Linked DNA regions of Pan troglodytes: region 1 is linked to region 2. The links are chromatin contacts, called in public HiChIP or PLAC-seq maps. All regions are on one chromosome and are shown on one strand. Each heading gives the region's core, a stretch centred on a gene start, on an enhancer-like site or on the middle of the called end of the contact. The rest is flanking DNA. Distances are from core to core; before and after follow the strand shown.

What was found. HiChIP or PLAC-seq counts read pairs in DNA pulled down with a chosen protein or histone mark.
Region 1: an H3K4me3 HiChIP or PLAC-seq map of stem cell-derived excitatory neurons shows a contact between it and region 2, with 2.8 times the contacts expected there. The contact joins the promoter of KDM6A here to the promoter of FUNDC1 in region 2. A contact is called at or near these places in 1 of 7 Hi-C or Micro-C datasets (stem cell-derived neural progenitor cells) and 1 of 1 datasets of contacts at active chromatin or transcription factors (stem cell-derived excitatory neurons).

Annotation. Positions count from the first base shown.
Region 1 is chrX:45,310,648-45,316,226 of NHGRI_mPanTro3-v2.0_pri, reverse strand. It overlaps KDM6A (lysine demethylase 6A), which reads right to left and starts at 3,053. Exons shown (of 30, transcript XR_010154914.1): 1 at 2,467-3,053; 2 at 2,192-2,255.
Region 2 is chrX:44,988,308-44,993,575 of NHGRI_mPanTro3-v2.0_pri, reverse strand. It overlaps FUNDC1 (FUN14 domain containing 1), which reads left to right and starts at 2,478. Exons shown (of 5, transcript XM_001139861.7): 1 at 2,478-2,699; 2 at 3,405-3,561. The coding sequence starts at 2,672.

The sequences.
Region 1 (5,579 bases), core at 1,804-4,303, 320 kb before region 2:
TCTTGTCCTAAGCAGGTAGGACACCTCACAAGCACTGAGTCTGAAGCAGTGAAGATTTTCTTTTCTTTAGTTTAACAAACTGCTTAATCGTTCATCAAATTACCCCATATATCATGAAGGCCCCAAACACAGTGAAGCTTCACTAGTTTTTCATTTTTAAGATGTATTCAAACATCAAGTAATGCACAACTTGCCAAGAATATTTGAAAATGGTTAATTTTTTAAAATTTAAACTCTTTAGTGCATAACTGCAGGGTTTAATATTACAATCCGAAATCCAATGTTAAGCACTATTCGCAGTGAATCTATCTGAATATGAGCATTCTAAGACATAAAATCAACTAGCATTTTACACATTCTCAACATAAAACATCAGATTCCATTTATTTTTTCATCACCATAACCAAAAGCAATCGATTTGGCCAAACTTTTCCACGTGAATTATCTTTGCAAGCAATTTTATCAACCCATGTTAGACCAACAATAATCCCTCCAAAACAAAATAATGCTCTTTTAATTTAAATCATGTTTAATCTTTTATAATGACAACTTTGACAGCAGTCAAATATTTTTAAATAAAATACTTTAAATACTCAAATTGAAAAAAAAAAAACTTTAAGGCAGGAGACCAACAATTACTGACGCTTAAATCTTTCCAGAGCTAGTCACTGTTCATTTTTACAGCAATAATTGTAATGAAGCCAATTAATACCTACGTAGTCAAAGTTTAATTCAAGTTTTCTGTATCGGTCAAAGGGGCCGGGCTTACTGAAAAGCATTATTTCCATTTAGTTTTCTGATTATATGCAATATAACACCTTATAATTGCTTTGAAATAAAAACAAATGTGTAATTACAGATAAAAAGGAATTGATGACCCTGCGAAACCAAGCTACAGACAAAAATTCAGAACAACAAAAAAATCAACTTAAGAATAAAATGTTAGACTTATTTCAAACTTGCGTCTCAACTGCAACAATAAAGCTAGGTGTCAAATGCAAAGCTATGATTTCAGCTAGAAAAGAAAATGTCTAACGGATACAACACCCATAGCACACACTCCAACTTTCACGGTCCCAATTACGAAGAAAGTATTCAAATACCATTGCAATCAGATTTTGGTCAGGAAATATAAACTGATGCATACAGATTGAGACTCCAGCCTTTGTTCAATAGCTTACAGATGGATAACTAAATGTGCTACAGGTTGATAAGCATTTACCAGGCTTATACATGCTGCTTCCAAGCTTATGAAAGGTATAAGAATTCTATATGCAAATAATCTTGGGTAATTTTTTTTAAACACCACTGAGCTACGCACTCCGAAGGAAAGGCTTATTCACGGCTACTATTTATTTCCATGTTTACCTCTACACCCTCCCCCTAACCCCCCCCTTCACTTTCTCCTCCCACCCTGTCCCGCCATCTTGGGCCGATAGGAGCAGCCATTACTTAACTAAATGACAGTGCCAACAACTTTCCACACAAATAAAAAAAGACTACACCTCGAATCCTCCCCAGCCTCCCCTGTCAGACACACAGGAAATGAGGCTCCAGGAAGAGAACACGTTTACAAATAACTACGGTATTTCTATGCCAAAAAGACCCAAAAAGTAAACAAGTCACCTAACTTCAGGTAACACACACTGCAATCGAGATACATGTCAACAACCCAATGCAAACTCTTCACCGACCTAAACTCCGTGAAACTTCCCCCTTCTGGGAGCGGGGACACAAGAAAGCCTAAAACATTTGGTTAGCAGTAGGCATCACGAACAGCCTGCTTGAAGGAAAAGAATTTTTTTAAACCCGTGAGAGGCAAGTTAAGTCCGAAATTTGGGAAAATCTGAACACACTCACGATCCCTTGACCCTAAACAGGCACCTCGAAGATCATCGGCCTACCCTCAAAAAGCTGTAAAATAGCAGGCAGTTGTGTCGACCCAGTTGAGCCCGGCCCCAAAGCGATCCCGTCTCTGTTCCTCCAGCTACAAGAGGAAAAGAGCGATTTCGCAAGGGAGCAAGCAGGGTACCCGGGGGTGGGGGGAGAGCAGAGGCAGGAAATAGTTTTCCGGAAGCCCCTCGACCATCGTCCGCGGCCACAATGAGCACAGACCCGGCCGCGGGGCCCGGGGCGAGCGCGGCGCCGGCCAGGGAGACGGTGTCCGCGCTCCGACTCGCAGCTGCCTTACCTTGCCCAGTAGGGCCTTCGTCCTGGCGCCATCTTCATGAAACCTCACGAACCCAAAGAGGCGGCTGTGGAGACAGACACAGTTTACTCTTTAACGCTCCGGGAACGCCACCGACCCGTCCCTGCCCGAGCCCGAGGCCCCAGCGGAGGCGGCGCGAAGAGCGCCAAACCGAGGTGCCCGCCCCGCCGCCGCCAGAGACAAGCCGCGCTCGGTCCTCCCGGGAGAGCGGCTACTGCCCGTCCGGAGCCGACCGGGCGAGTGACGGCGGCCCGTACCTGTCCAGTCCGCCGAGCGCCTCCCTCTCCTCGGCTGTCAGGCTGGGGGACGCCTCCTCGCTCTCGCCGCTCGCTTTTCCCGCCGCCATTTTCTTTTCCTCATCACCGAAAGCGGCGGCGGCAGCGGCGGCGGTAGCGAGCGACACTCCGCAGGATTTCATGGAAACGCAGCGAATTCACAACTCCAACGCCGACACCCCCCCTCGGACCGGGGCCCGCAGTGACGCCCCCAATCTGCGCGCGGGACCAGCACACCAACTTTATCGCCGCCTCCTCCTCCGCCGCGGGCGGCGGCGACGAAAAATCCCAACGCGGCGGCGGTGAAGGCGGCGGCGGCGGCAGGGGCTGCGGAGCCCCCGGGTCGGCAGCGGCGGCTTTCGGCTGTAGGGTCACATCGCGGGGTTGGGCAGGGGGCAGCCACAGGCGGGGACGGCGGGAACGGCCGGAGCGCGCGGGGCTGGGGAGCACTGGGGGGATTCGTTGGAGACACAAACTTCCCCGGCACCAGCACAAAGTTGTTGTAATTGTGTCACACAGCGAACCCCACGCCGCCGCCGTGACCCCCCCCTCCCCGCCCGGCTGGCGCCACCAATCGGCGCGGCCCGCACGCCTCACGTGACCTTTGTTGACTCACGTCAGCCGTGGCTCCACTTAACTTGCTAGCTGCCCGAGCCCCGCCCACCGAGGCCGCCACCGAGAGGGGAGCGGGACGCAGGCCAATTCTAGCCGGTGGTTGGCTGCTGGGCGCGTCTGTCGGGGGAAGGGTTGTCACCGAGAGGGAGCTTCCTGTTAGGTTGTGCTGGTTAAATACACTGGGGCAGAGAATGGAGGGTCCGGGCCGTGTCACCTCGGGAACCGCGGCGGGCTCTGGAGGGGGAGGGGAGTGGTGGGGAAGGGCGAGGTCCGGCACCGCCCGCGGCGGGCGCGAGCGGCGGGCGAAGACGCCGAGGACGGCATTTGCCTGCCCGCGAGCTCTGGGATGTGCCCAGACCGCGGCTCCGGCCGTCCCGCGCGCGCTCCAGGGGTCCCGGGACCCCACAGGGCCTGGTACAGGTCGCGTAGCCGGGAGGCGGCGCACGGCCCTCGACCTCTGCCCTCCGAAGAAGGCTCAGACTTTTGGCACTGCTGGAAATAATGGCCTCCGCGAGGAGGGCGCTCGGGGAGCGGCTGCCGGTCCCGTGCCCCGCGGTCCGGGTGCCGCCCTAGGCCAGACCTGCGCTGGCAGCCCCGATCACCTCACCCGCGCCGAAAGTGAAGGGGGAAGGGCTCCCCTGACCCCCGCCCATACGCCCCAGGCCGGAGGGAATGAAGAGTCGCCCGCGGGGCCTGGCTTGCCGACCATGGCTCCCCACCGCCAAAGGTCTGTCTGTTGGCGGCACTTTGGGGCCAGATTTTCGTGCTGTGTTTACCCTGTGTCTTATCAGTAGTTCATTACAGTCTTACAAGAAAAAGCAATGAGAAATTGTGAAGCGGGATCTGCAGAATGTTGGGTTCTATTGCCATGATTTCAGTGGAGCCTTCTTACAAAAGTGGGGGCTGCTTGTGGACAGACCTGAGAGAAGACATAATTAAATCATCACAGCTGGTGGCCCAAGAAAGCCTTTCTATCCCCCAAAACCTGCAGGTTTGTAACCCCTGGACAACAGTAACACTTTGTTGTTCTGTCTCTCAGGTGCAGGGGAAAGGCTTTAGTCTGACTTTTAATCTTTACTATAGGTGAAAAAAAAATAGGCCTTCTTTCGACTACTCTTCTCAAAAGGCAAATTTATTTACTAAGCTGTATGTCTTATAACAGGGATAGGAAAAAATTGATAGACATATAAGGACAAGATTCTGTTTATAAACGGAGTTTTTTATATTTTCCATAGGTTTTCCACCTGTAACCAATAAAAATTATATATTTAAACTTGGATTTCAAAGTATGACGAAGACAATTCAGTGCTGACCCAGTAATTCCTACCAGTATTCAGCGGGAAGCTATGGGAATCCCAACTTATTTTGCACACAGTTTTAAACTGTTCCCCTGAGACTAGTAACTAGACGAACAAACTGTAGTTTTGTATAGATTATAGTTCATGTTTAATTACTTCCTCTGAAACACCTTTCCTTTTATGATACTCCATTTTGCTTGAATGAGTGTGTACAAAGGGCCAAATCTTTTCTACGGCTAAATTAATACATTGTTAACTTTGTCACAAATGGTGACATTTAAAGCCAAGGAAATTTTGACCCCACTAACTCGCTCGCACACTCTCTCATACACACACACACACACACACACACTTGCACAAGCACAGATAGACATTTTGCTGGTATTTGACTATCTCCCTGAAGTTAGCAGTTCCTGACTCAGGTCCTTTTCAAGGATTATAAGGCTACTCAATCCCGGCCGGGCTCTGTGGCTTAACGCCTGCAAAGGGAGGCCGAGGCAGGCGGATCACGAGGTCAGGAGTTGGAGAGCAGCCTGGCCAATGTGGTGAAACCCCACCTCTACTAAAAATACAAAAAACAAAATTAGTCGAGCATGTGGCGCTCGCCTGTAGTCCCAGCTACTCGGGAGGCTGAGGCAGAAGAATCGCTTGAACCCGGGAGGTGGAGGTTGCAGTGAGCCATGATTGCACCTCTGCACTCCAGCCTGGGCGACAGAGTGAGGCTCTGTCTCAAAAACAAAACAAAACAAAACAAAAGGCAGCCGGGCGCTTTGGCTCACGCCTGTAATCCCAGCACTTTGGGAGGCCGAGGCAGGTGGATCACGAGGTCGGGAGATGGAGACCACGGTGAAACCCCGTCTCTACTAAAAATACAAAAAATTAGCCGGGCATGGTGGTGGGCGCCTGTAGTCCCAGCTACTCGGGAGGCTGAGGCAGGAGAATGGCGCGGAGCTTGCAGTGAGCCGAGATCGCGCCACTGCACTCCAGCCTGGGTGACAGAGCGAGACTCCGTCTCAAAAAAAAAAGGCTACCCACTCTCCACACCTCAACACCTTTCTTCCCGCTATTACTATGTAATAGCAGAACAGCAAGGAGTGGATGCAATGGGTGGGAGTTGGAGTGAGGCAGACCTGGATTCGAATCCTTGCTCTACACAGGCTGTGCGACCTTGAGAACATTACC
Region 2 (5,268 bases), core at 1,229-3,728:
TGTCCTTTGTTCAGTGTACTCTTGTGGCAAAACTGCTAGCGAGTGTTCCCTTTCTGCAAAAAGTAAAAATGGCCTTACTAAATAAATTAAATTTATGTTCAAGTGCTATTTCTTTATGGCACCGGAGAACAAGCATTTCAAACACAACCTTGCAAACCACCTCCATGAACATTAATTTAAATAAAGTGATTGCCAGGATTGTCCACATGCTTTTGCTATCTCTACACAGTGAAATTATACTGGGTCGTAGCAAAAGAGAATTTGATTTTCCAATCAGTTTTAAATTAAAATAAAACATAATTGAAGCTAACAGGCTAATTAGTTGCAGAGATATGGTAAGAAATAAAGGGAGACAAGTTACTCAATAGTTACTAGAAATTAGTATCATAATACAAATGATAATGAAGGTAAGCCATTCAATTTATAGGGATTTTACATGCTTAGGAAAATTCCTTTCCCAGTCAACAAATGACAAAACATGAACTTGCAAGCTATGTGTTAAGTTGGTGCAAAAGTAATTGTGGTTTGCTATTAAAAGTAATTAATAAATAAGAATATTAATAAATGGGCATATTGTAAAAAGAAAGAATAAAGTGCCAGGATTTGAAAAGCCAAGTGCATCTATGCAAGCCAATTTTTAAAGTAATGCAATTTATGCCAGAATTCCTTGTTTTTCCATTAAAATGAATACTGAGAGGACTTTTGTTTAATTGTACAGCAGATGCGGGTGCAATGCAAGTTCAAGACAAGTTTCTGGGTTGGTTTATGTGGACTTGGGTTAGCTGCTTGGTGATCAATATGGCTTTGTATTCATAGAATCCCATGGGGTTTCTGGGTGAAGACCTTGACCTTGTTCCTCTGTCAGATTTAAATAATAAGAATGATGCTGGCCGGGTACGGTGGCTCACCCCTGTGATCCCAGCACTTTGGGAGGCCCAGGTGTGTGGATCACTGAGATCAGGAGTTCGAGACCAGCCTGGGCAACATGGTGAAACCCCCTCTCTACTAAAAATACAAAAATTAGCCGGGCGTGGTGGCACGTGCCTGTAATCCCAGCTCCTTGGGATGTTGGGAGGCTGAGGCAGGAGAATCACTTGAATTCGGGAGGTGGAGGTTGCAGTGAGCCGAGATTGTGCCATTGCACTCCAGCCTGGGCGACAGAGCGAGATTCCATCTCAAACAAACAAACAAAAGAATGACACTAAAAAATTATGTCCTCTTGTCAGGTCAGGAATTACGAAGTTTCTAGGCCTTTCTTTACCTCCTTTGGATTCCTGGCAGGAACTCAAGAGAGAGAGCAGGTAAACAGATTCCAATTTCTAGCAGCAGGGCATTAGAAAACTTGTGGTCCCTTTGTGAGCGCTTGCGCCCTTAGAAAAGTATGGCTTGAAACAGGGTTTCTCTTATCTTTTACAAGCCTTTTTCCTCAAGCATTTGAATTCTGGTAATGTTCAAAATACTGTTAAAAAATTATTCTGACAGTCTGCAAGCGATGGGCCTGACAAAAAAATTATGGGACACTTCTTAAAATGGTAAGGAAGACTTTGTTCATGACTACTGCAATAGGTATCACAACTATTGCAATACAGCCTGGCATGGTGGCTCACATCTGTAATCCCAGCACTTTGGGAGGCAGAGGCAGGAAGACTGCTTGAGCCCAGAAGTTCAAGAGCAGCCTGGGCAACACAGGGAGACCTACTCTCCACAAAAAATAAAAATAAATTAGCCGGGAGTGGTGATGCACGCCTGGAGTCCTGGGTACTCTGGAGGCTGAGGTGGGCCGATCTCTTGGGCCCAGGAGTTTGAGGCTGCAGTGAGCCATGATAGCGCCACTGCACTCCAGCCTGGTGACAGAGCAATACCCTTTCTCGAAAAAGAAAGACTATGGCAATAGGGGTGAGTGATGGGTCTCAACTCTGAATACAGCAGGGAATTTATAGTAAATGATCAGAGTGAATGGATCAATGGGTGGAAGATTACCAAGAGTAGACATGAAGGGTAGGGGTATTCTTGCTAAAGCCAATTTAACAGGATTTTTGCTGGTGGCAGAGTGATCAGATATCAAGAGTGGGGTTGAGGAATTCGATCGGATATTGAGGGTGATTCGATATTAAGGGTGGGGGAGTTCTTACTAAACTGACTTAACTGCATTCTTACCACAAATGGACTAGGCAGGTCAAAGACGACCCAAGGAGGAGACCCAGTCAAAAACAGCTCAGAGGAGCCTCCTGACTAAAGTTTGGTCAAGGAGAGAGTCTTTGTCAATACCCAGCTGGTTCTCCCTTTGTACCACCATGTGGCGCCCTTCACCCCATTCCTTCAGCCCTTAAGGCTCTTTTAAAACAAAATAATCAAATTCAAGTTACGGAAATTCTAGGAGGGGCGGTCCCTCCCCCTTCCTAGTTGCGGAAGGCAGCGGACTACAAGTCCCCTACGCTCTCGCGGGGCTATGATCCGCCCGGCCCTCCCCACATTCCGGAGTTTCGCGCCTGCGCAGAAGGCAGAAGGTCCTGCGCTGAGAGAAGGGGGCGGAGACAGGACTACGCGCCTGGAGTAGGAGAAGGAGGAAAAAAGAGACCATAGACTTCCATCCTGGCCTAGAGCGGCCCTTAAAGTGCCAGGGAGAGGAGGGCGGGTGGGGACCACTCCAGAATTGGCCGCTGGCGGTATCATGGCGACCCGGAACCCCCCTCCCCAAGGTGAGCGGCCAGGGCCCGAAGTGGTATCTGGGACGCGGCTCACAGCTCTCGACCTTGCTCCTATGGCACCTCTTCCTTCCCCTGCCCTAGGATTCTTCGAGCTCCATTTTTTTTTAAGGCAGCCCCTTCGAGCACCCCCTCCGAGCTAGACTTTTTCCTCCCCTCTCTGCGGAACTCAAGCGGAGAGCCACCCCTACCCCCAGCACAGCCCTACCTGCCTCCTGCCTTACCTTCACCTCCGGCCCTTCATCTCCCATCTTCAAATGTATTATTATTTTCTTTTTTTAAACGTCTGGACTCAAGTGATTTCGCTGAGCTCCAGACTAGTTCTCTCAGGAGGACCCCTCCCCACCCCCATTCCTCCCACTGATGAAAATGGACCCTGCTCTGACCTTGACCCTACTAAGGTTTGGAGGTGGGGGTGACCCCTCACTACTGTGTCATTCTGAGTTGGCCCTGGCTTCGTGACCCCGGGCTGGTCCCCGGGCCTTTGGGAAAGCAGATGGGGGTCATTGTTGCAGGGTCCTTTACTCTTGAGGCCCTGGTCTCAAGAATTGAGTTAAATAAAGTCAGTAGTTTCTATGTGGGCATTTTTAGCCGTAGGCCAGAACTAATGAGTTGTAACAGATTTTTAAAAAGATGTATAGAACATTTCTGACTTTTGATTGACTCTACATTTATTTTTTGCATTTTGCTATTTTGAAGACTATGAAAGTGATGACGACTCTTATGAAGTGTTGGATTTAACTGAGTATGCAAGAAGACACCAGTGGTGGAATCGAGTGTTTGGCCACAGTTCGGGACCTATGGTAGAAAAATACTCAGTAGCTACCCAGATTGTAATGGGTGGCGTTACTGGCTGGTGAGAACAACGTCTTTTTCATTAAATTTCATTTGGGGGCCTGACACTGCTGTCCTTTCATACATGGGCAAGAATCACCGTGCACAGGCAGTAGGTCTACACTGTTAATTCCAGAAGAGGCTTTTCTCTGAGTTAAAATTGATGTAATCTACATTCCCAGGCTCCCTGTTGAGTTTTGGCGATCCCCTCCCCCATGCCCACCACTGTTCCTCTCCTCCCTCCTCATCCTTCTTTTGATTCTTTATATAATTTCCCCATTCTCATGTTCAGCAAATGTCGTGGATCTGATTCAGTGATAGTAGATAGGAAGAAATATATGAGTTAATTATATGTAAATTTTTACATTTCATTCAGTGCTAACTGCTGAAAAAACCTAAGAAACTCCCACGGTAGAACTGGCCTCTAGTATTGTCAGCCCTGTACAGAGCAGTGTAAAATGCTCAGTATGAATTATTGGTGATGATACAGATGATTCTGTTTTTTGTGGGCTCGTTCAGATTATGATAACTCTTTGAAAAAGAGCTGTAGAACGTTAATTCTGTGTTTAAAGGTCTGATTGCTTACTTGATAATATTGTGGAGTCCATTAAGAAGTAGTTAATAACCATCAGCCTGACCAGTTAACATTTCAGACCACGTGATAACACAATGGCTACTGTGGATCTAATTCTGTTCTTACAATAAAAAAAACTAGCCAGATAACAAGGGGCAGAAACAAATTTGACTGTTTTGAAAATGTTCGTGACTGTAGAGAAATTTTGGAGTTAGTGAGGGTACTTAACTTGTGCATAAGCGTTCTTAGATTCTTATTTAAATTCATCTTACATAGATTTAATTGAAATATTTACCTGTTTCCACTTGATAAGTATAACGATGAGTTTTTTGATTTGTGTTTTACATGCACCTTGGAATAACGAGACACTCCTCTATGCCTTTTTTTTGCAAATGCCATTTTATGATAGAAGTACTCATTGTGAAGATTCTGTGGTGCAGAGGTGCGGCATTTATTCATGATATGTACTTACTAGTGCTGCTGCAGGAAAAAAGCCTGCAATTAGAAGAGAGATGCCTGTCAGGGCCTGGTCATTCAGATAATTCTCCACAGGCTGATAGTTCCTCTAGCCCTGTAATTCAGGGTATGGCTCTGCTTAAATAAGCTCACAATTTGGTTCCATGGGTGATTGGTTAATGTCAGTCAGGGCCTAAAGCCCAGTCTTAAAACAGACTCAAAAATAATCGAGAATAGAATTATCAAGTCATTTCATTGTTTCTCCTTGGAGACCAGACTCCTTGTAGATGAAGCCCCATCATTGGCAGAAGTTTGCTCGGAAAGCCTAGAGACAGAGCAGCAGGAGATGGGTTCATTTTAGTGACTGATGCCATCAAGCAATGGATACACATGCTTGTGGAGCACAGTCCAAGGGACATTGTGGCTGCTGCCTGCCTTTTCTGTTCCCTTTTCTGAGCCTTTGTTGCTGACATATATGTATATATACATACACACACACACACACACACACACAACACACACATTTGGATTACAGCCAGGTGTTGGTCCAGGAGCTGTATAATACAACTCTAATAATTATACAGGCGATTTGTTGCAATGACTATATTCAGTGTAGTAAATTTTTGCAATTTTCTTAGGATGTAAAACTGATGTGATATTATGGTGTATATTAAGGAGGAACAGTTAATAGGCACTAAC